2 separate regions of the Oryzias latipes genome follow, and region 1 is linked to region 2. The links are chromatin contacts, called in public Hi-C maps. All regions are on one chromosome and are shown on one strand. The core of a region is the stretch at or near the end of the contact, and the rest is flanking DNA. Distances in the headings are between cores, read along the strand shown. Region 1 holds the start of LOC101165591 (glucagon family neuropeptides). Region 2 holds the start of LOC101162075 (EMILIN-2).

The links. A called contact is a pair of places that touch in the nucleus more often than the background predicts.
Region 1: a Hi-C map of embryo shows a contact between it and region 2, with 2.2 times the contacts expected there. The contact joins the promoter of LOC101165591 here to the promoter of LOC101162075 in region 2. A contact is called at or near these places in 2 of 5 Hi-C or Micro-C datasets (both in embryo).

The regions. Positions count from the first base shown.
Region 1 is chr17:29,677,157-29,679,895 of ASM223467v1, forward strand. It overlaps LOC101165591 (glucagon family neuropeptides), which reads right to left and starts at 1,315. Exons shown (of 4, transcript XM_004079449.4): 1 at 1,031-1,315; 2 at 650-754. The coding sequence starts at 753.
Region 2 is chr17:29,488,348-29,491,173 of ASM223467v1, forward strand. LOC101162075 (EMILIN-2) reads right to left here and starts at 1,492. Exons shown (of 9, transcript XM_023965199.1): 1 at 1,235-1,492; 2 at 691-816. The coding sequence starts at 1,374. It overlaps LOC110016927 (a long non-coding RNA gene), which reads left to right and starts at 1,798. Exons shown (of 5, transcript XR_002292245.1): 1 at 1,798-1,933; 2 at 2,035-2,257.

The sequences.
Region 1 (2,739 bases), core at 65-2,564, 190 kb after region 2:
AATCATTTCATTTTTTTCATTAAAAATAAAGTATTTAGATTCATTTTACGCACGCGTGTTTTTAATTTTTTATCGTACTTTTTAGTCCAAAAACAAGAACAAATGAATTTCCCATAGATAAGGAATCAAAGCATCAGCTTAATTTATTATTTAAAACTGACACAATGGGTGTGAAGACGCGCGCGCTGTGGGCGTGGATCCATGAAATGTATTAAAAGATTCCTGAAAATAGCAGAGGATCGTTAATCAATAGGAGCCACGCCCAAATTCTTCTTTTTCAGAGGAGAATAAATGGAATAAATGTAAAGGGACTGCGCGCTGCTCATTCGTTTCGCCTCGCCTCTCCTTGGTGACGCCAGTCCACCGTCATCCCATGGGCTATCCGCTGCACCGAATGCGCTCTCATTTTTAACAAGGGGAGTTCTGTGAACGGTCCCATCGGACGCGTGCCTCCATGCACAACATTTCCATAGATATTTTCCACGCTGCGCCAACTCATTTCCATCCAGCGATCATCAAAATGCGCGCATTTCCTTTAAGTAAAGTGTTGTATTTTTGATGGATAAACAAGTCGGCAAAAAAAAAAAAATCAACGGAATGGGAGTTTAGCAACTAAACGAAATACTCTGACAGAAAAGATCAAACCTACCTGATCTTGGGGTAACTTAGTCCTATAGGTGAGCAGAAGACGCTGTAGTGCATTAAGATTCCGTAGATGAGCAAAATTAAAGTCACTTTACTCGAACTGGCCATGCTGTGGAGAAAGGGAAAAAATATTAGTCTGATAAAAAAAATACCCGGAAATCTTGAAGATTCTCAGATTACTTCTTTCCAACAAATATTTAAGTGTCAGAATGAACAAACGAAACATTTCGAACCCCATAATTTTACATTTTTCTCATCCTTTCATTAAAGTTTCGCCGCGTCACAGACCCAAATCCAACTGGACAATAATGAATGTAGATCTTCCCCCAAAAAAGACGTCTTTACTTGAACGTGTTGCCTTGCTTTCCGCAGACCAAACGCGTACCTCAGTCTAGCGGAGGACAGACAGAGCAGTACTCTGGATGCGATCCGGGCGCGGCTGTGGTGTAGAGTGTCTGAGAGAGACGCTCTCAGTCTTTCTCTCTGGCACTTCTTTCGTGGCTGAAGCGCCTCCGTCTGATGCCCTCAGTGCAGATCGTCTCACTTTTAGACTCAGAAGGGGGTGAAGCTTCAGACCACAGCTCGTCGACTCGGGGAGGTGCGCTCTAGGTTCGCTCACACATCGTGGCTAAAAAACTTTTGTCCTGCGCCGTGGAAGCCTTGGATTTTTATTCTTGAATCTTAAGCCTTGCCCCCTCCTCCCTTTACCAAGTCACATTAAATATGCAACAGACGTCATCAAGTCTTCCTCCCGGAATATAATAGTACGATTCCTTCCTCTTCGTTGCACCCGTCACCCCTCCTCCTCCTCCTCCTCCCTCCCAACATGGAAGTTCATCCTCAAACTTTCTTCTTCCTTTATTGAGCAGAAACCTTCAGAATCGGTCAACTTGTGGCTTTTTCCCCGCGCGTCACCGTTTGGCGCAATTAGCCTCTAATGGTTGTTGTGGGGGTTGGTGGTGGGGGGTGGGGGGTGGATGTTGTCTGTTTTGCCACTGGTGGTTTCATGTGGCCGTGGCTGATGGAGGTGGCTCAGGCTTCCGCCCGGCAGCTCGGAGGCCTCAGGGGAGCGCGCGGGAGCTGTCCGGTGCTGAAACGGCTCCTCTCGAGTTGCGTGGCTGCCAGTCCACTTTTTCCGAGCATTTCCCATCATTTCCCCGATGGATAATGAGGACAGGCTTTACCGGCCTCGCCATAGTAGCCCTATAGGGTAGACTGCTGTTGGAATAAGGGTGAACGTCATCTGATGTGAGGATGGTGACGCAGGATGCAGCTTCAGGCGGCTTTCAGTCCACGTGTGTTTGAAGAAAACACACCTATGTAATCATTTTTAACTAGGTTAGTCGGTGAATCTAATGATTGGATGGATTCATCCAGACATAAAGGTCTAACTTTGTGTTTCTTTGTTGAAAAAGGCCTCATTTTATGGTGAAAAGCTATAAAACAAAGACAAAGTACATTTAAAGGAGATGAAAGGAGCCCCACGCGCCTTTTAACTTAAACAATGGTGTCGTTTGATACGGCGAGGAGTTTAACCTTCACTGGCTCATCTTCACATCAGCAAACCTTTTCTTTCAGCAAACCTGAATCTGAATCATACCTAAAGCTCTGCAGCCAATTGACGAGTTCACCAATCAGGAGAGAGTTGGAGTCTGCGCTCAGTTGTGGCTGACGCAAAATGACGAACAGCACCGGTCACGATAAGGGGGAGGGAGGGGGGGGGGCTGGGCTTTTTATTTATGTAATTATTTATTTTAAGTTTGACGTGATTCCTAGGCACAACTTATACTCCATGTGTTTGAACTGAAGCGGAATGCTAATATTAGGCCTCCCGCCGCCACCGGCACAGTCACGGCTCGGTAGTCTGAGCGAACGGCGCCATCATGAGGCGGGGAACGAAACGTGACGAGACTCTGCTGAAGTTCAGGACCACGGAGGCGCTCCGGACCGCGCGGGAACCGGCAGCATCAAGCCACGCAATGCAACGCACCTGAACGCATAACAAATGTCCGAGCCGATCAGCGTCAGTTAGAAAGCAGGCAACGCTGCTCCACCGGATCAATAAGCGCCCTGTTACCACAGATCCCTGAAGTG
Region 2 (2,826 bases), core at 242-2,741:
TGTTCTTACGCCCACTTTAGGCCTTGTACTCTGATGGACAGTCGTACAATACATTTCACTACGTATTGTACTATGAACGCATATAGATGTGATGAATACTATTTGAATTTCAGTGGGACAAAACGGTTTTGAATATTGTAAAAGTTTCAAAAAGATTTTGATAACGTTTCTATAATTTGTATAATCATGAATTTAAAAAATGAGTTGATTGAATTGCTGCAAAAATCGTAAATATTGTAGATACATCAAATACCTTAGGTGTTTTTTGCAGATGAACTACTAACCTGTACAGTAAGTTTCACAAAAACTCTGATAATCAGTGAAAGTGAACACTTGATGGAAGGATTGATTGATTCTCGCCGCTCTTATCAGGAGATGATGAACTGTAGGTTAATCACTGACCAGTTCAATGCATTCCTCACATAACTGGGAGAAAAAAAAATAGATTTTTCTGTCTAGTTCCAGTTTGTAATAGTGCAGGTAGTCCCACACATGTTGTGTTGTTTGGGTTTTACTGCTATAAACATTGTGTAACTGAAGTGCGTGAGTTCTGGTTCTGCTTTATTGCTGCACGTTTGTCCGTTTTGCCAACTTTAACCCACTGACAATGTGTGTGCCCACTCCCAACACATTTTGGATCAACTGCATCTAATAAAGAGCCCCCCCCATGCACGCTACCCGGATGCTCACGTCACTTGTTGCTGGCAGTGGGGCTGGTAGGGCGGGCAGGGGGCCAGCACGGGCTCTTGCAGGCGCTCGGCACTCCCCTGCACGACGCAGCTCACGTTCCTCTGCACCACATATGCGCACCAGTTCCTGAAGGGGGGGGGGCACACATCAACAAGAAGAATACTGAGGCTGCTTGAGCCCCACACCGCGCTGCCACCGGAAACAGCTGGAGAAAGGTATCATAATGAGTTCCACGTGCGCAGAGGCCGCCTCCTTTCTCCACATTCTTCCAGGCGGCTCCTGAAAACTCTCATCACAAACAGGCCGGGCACTTTCTGAATCTTATCAGCCCCACCAGCACTTGAAAACCCCGGGACCAATATGGCCTGACAGGCGTCTGCAGAGTCTCCTCGACTCTTCGCAGACCCGGGAGGGGGGTCACTGTGGGCGAAGTTTGGAACGCTTTTGTTGGCGGCTGCGCCACAAAAGCGCGCAGGGGAAAAAATCCCCCCGTAGTCCAGAAAACAGCCTTAAAAGATTCAGTCCCCCCACCCCGCAAACGTACCTATTCCTGTGTCTGTGGAGGGGCCCGCTGTGCGCGGAACCCGGAGTGGAGGAGGAGGACAGCGCGTGAGCCAGCTGGAGGTTCAGGAGGAGCGTGAAAAGCGTCCCGCAGTCGCTCATCCTTGCGCCCAGGCGCCTCATCCCGAACCAACGCCGCGACGCGCGCTTTTCTAGGGCAGAAACGGAGAAAGTTCCGGCTGGTTCGCTACGTCCGGACGCCAGGAGCGCATCGCCTCCGTGACTGACCCAACTCCACCACAAGTCAACTTTGGGGAAGTCCGCTTTCCCTGCAACTCCCTTGGAGTGACGTCCGGGGCCCACACCCTCCTCCCGAACTGCTGCTCCCACTTTTTACAGCGTTTCTTAGAAAAACGGAGGTTTTAAAGGGATTTCAAACACGTGGGGATTAATTTATTTACATATCCAGTCATTCATCAACCAATAAGTCACCCCCCACCGATGAAAAGCGGCCTAATCTCCTCTGAATGAGTCTTGTGCATGCAGGGGGGCAGCAGCGCCTCATTTGCATGCAGGCTGCCCCGCTGCCAGGCCTGTTCAGGGAAAACACAGCAAACCCTCAACGTTTCTGCTCAACTGAGCAATTTGCTGATTTCTTAACTGCAAGAATTGAAACCCCAGTGGAGCTTGAGCTCTGCAGCTCTTCAGGCAGACATTCAGAGGAGCTCCTGCACAAACACAGGTGAGGCAGGGATGTGAAATGATTTCAGTGAGATGACCTGAAGCGGTTTGCCTGTTTCTTCAGAGCAGAGATTATTGAGATGTCTCATCATGATCTGACAGATCCATCAGGCGGCGACTGCAGGAGAGATAAATGAAGAGCACGGAGGATTCAGAGGGATGCCGGAGAGCTGCGCGAAGGCACGAAATCCATTCTCACCCAGGAAACCTTTTACAGCAGATAAAGCTTTGACCTGCTGTCAGATCAGGCTCTAAGAATAACGCTGTGCTGTTTCATCAGTCAGCAGCAACTCTGTCAAGGAGCTGACGCCGACTGGCTTGGCAGGTACAGTTAATACCTCAGTAATGCTGTCCACACCATCAGCTCTTCCCATCGTCTTTAGAGCCTTCCCGGTGGTCTTTTATCTACGATCATGCCGTTTTTAGCCAAAATTTTAGAAAACCTGTCGTCGTTAAGACATAGTTTCTGCAGAGCGGTGGGACTTCATTAAAATTTTAGCTGGGAATAACCCCTAGCTGTTGCTGAGAGCGCCGAGAGCAAAAAAAACCAAAATGCCAGGAATATCGGAGCTCTCCATCCGTCCAGTTCTGATCCAGATTCCAACTCGGACCCGGAAAACAAAGACGTTCATGGATCTGTTTGCAAGTGGAGGCATCAGAAAGGGGCGGAGCATGAAGACTGTGGCCCCACACAATATATTTTCTACGTCACACCTACGATCTTTTTTTAAATGGTATTTTTTCATCTGCTCCTGTGCAATTTATAGAAAAAAAAACTAAAATCCACAAAAATGAGTGGGTCCTCACATTGTGACATCACAAAGTAACAGACACGCCCACTTTTTAGCGGTGGTCTGCTGAACGCTGTCATTTGCTGTCCACAATATGCACATC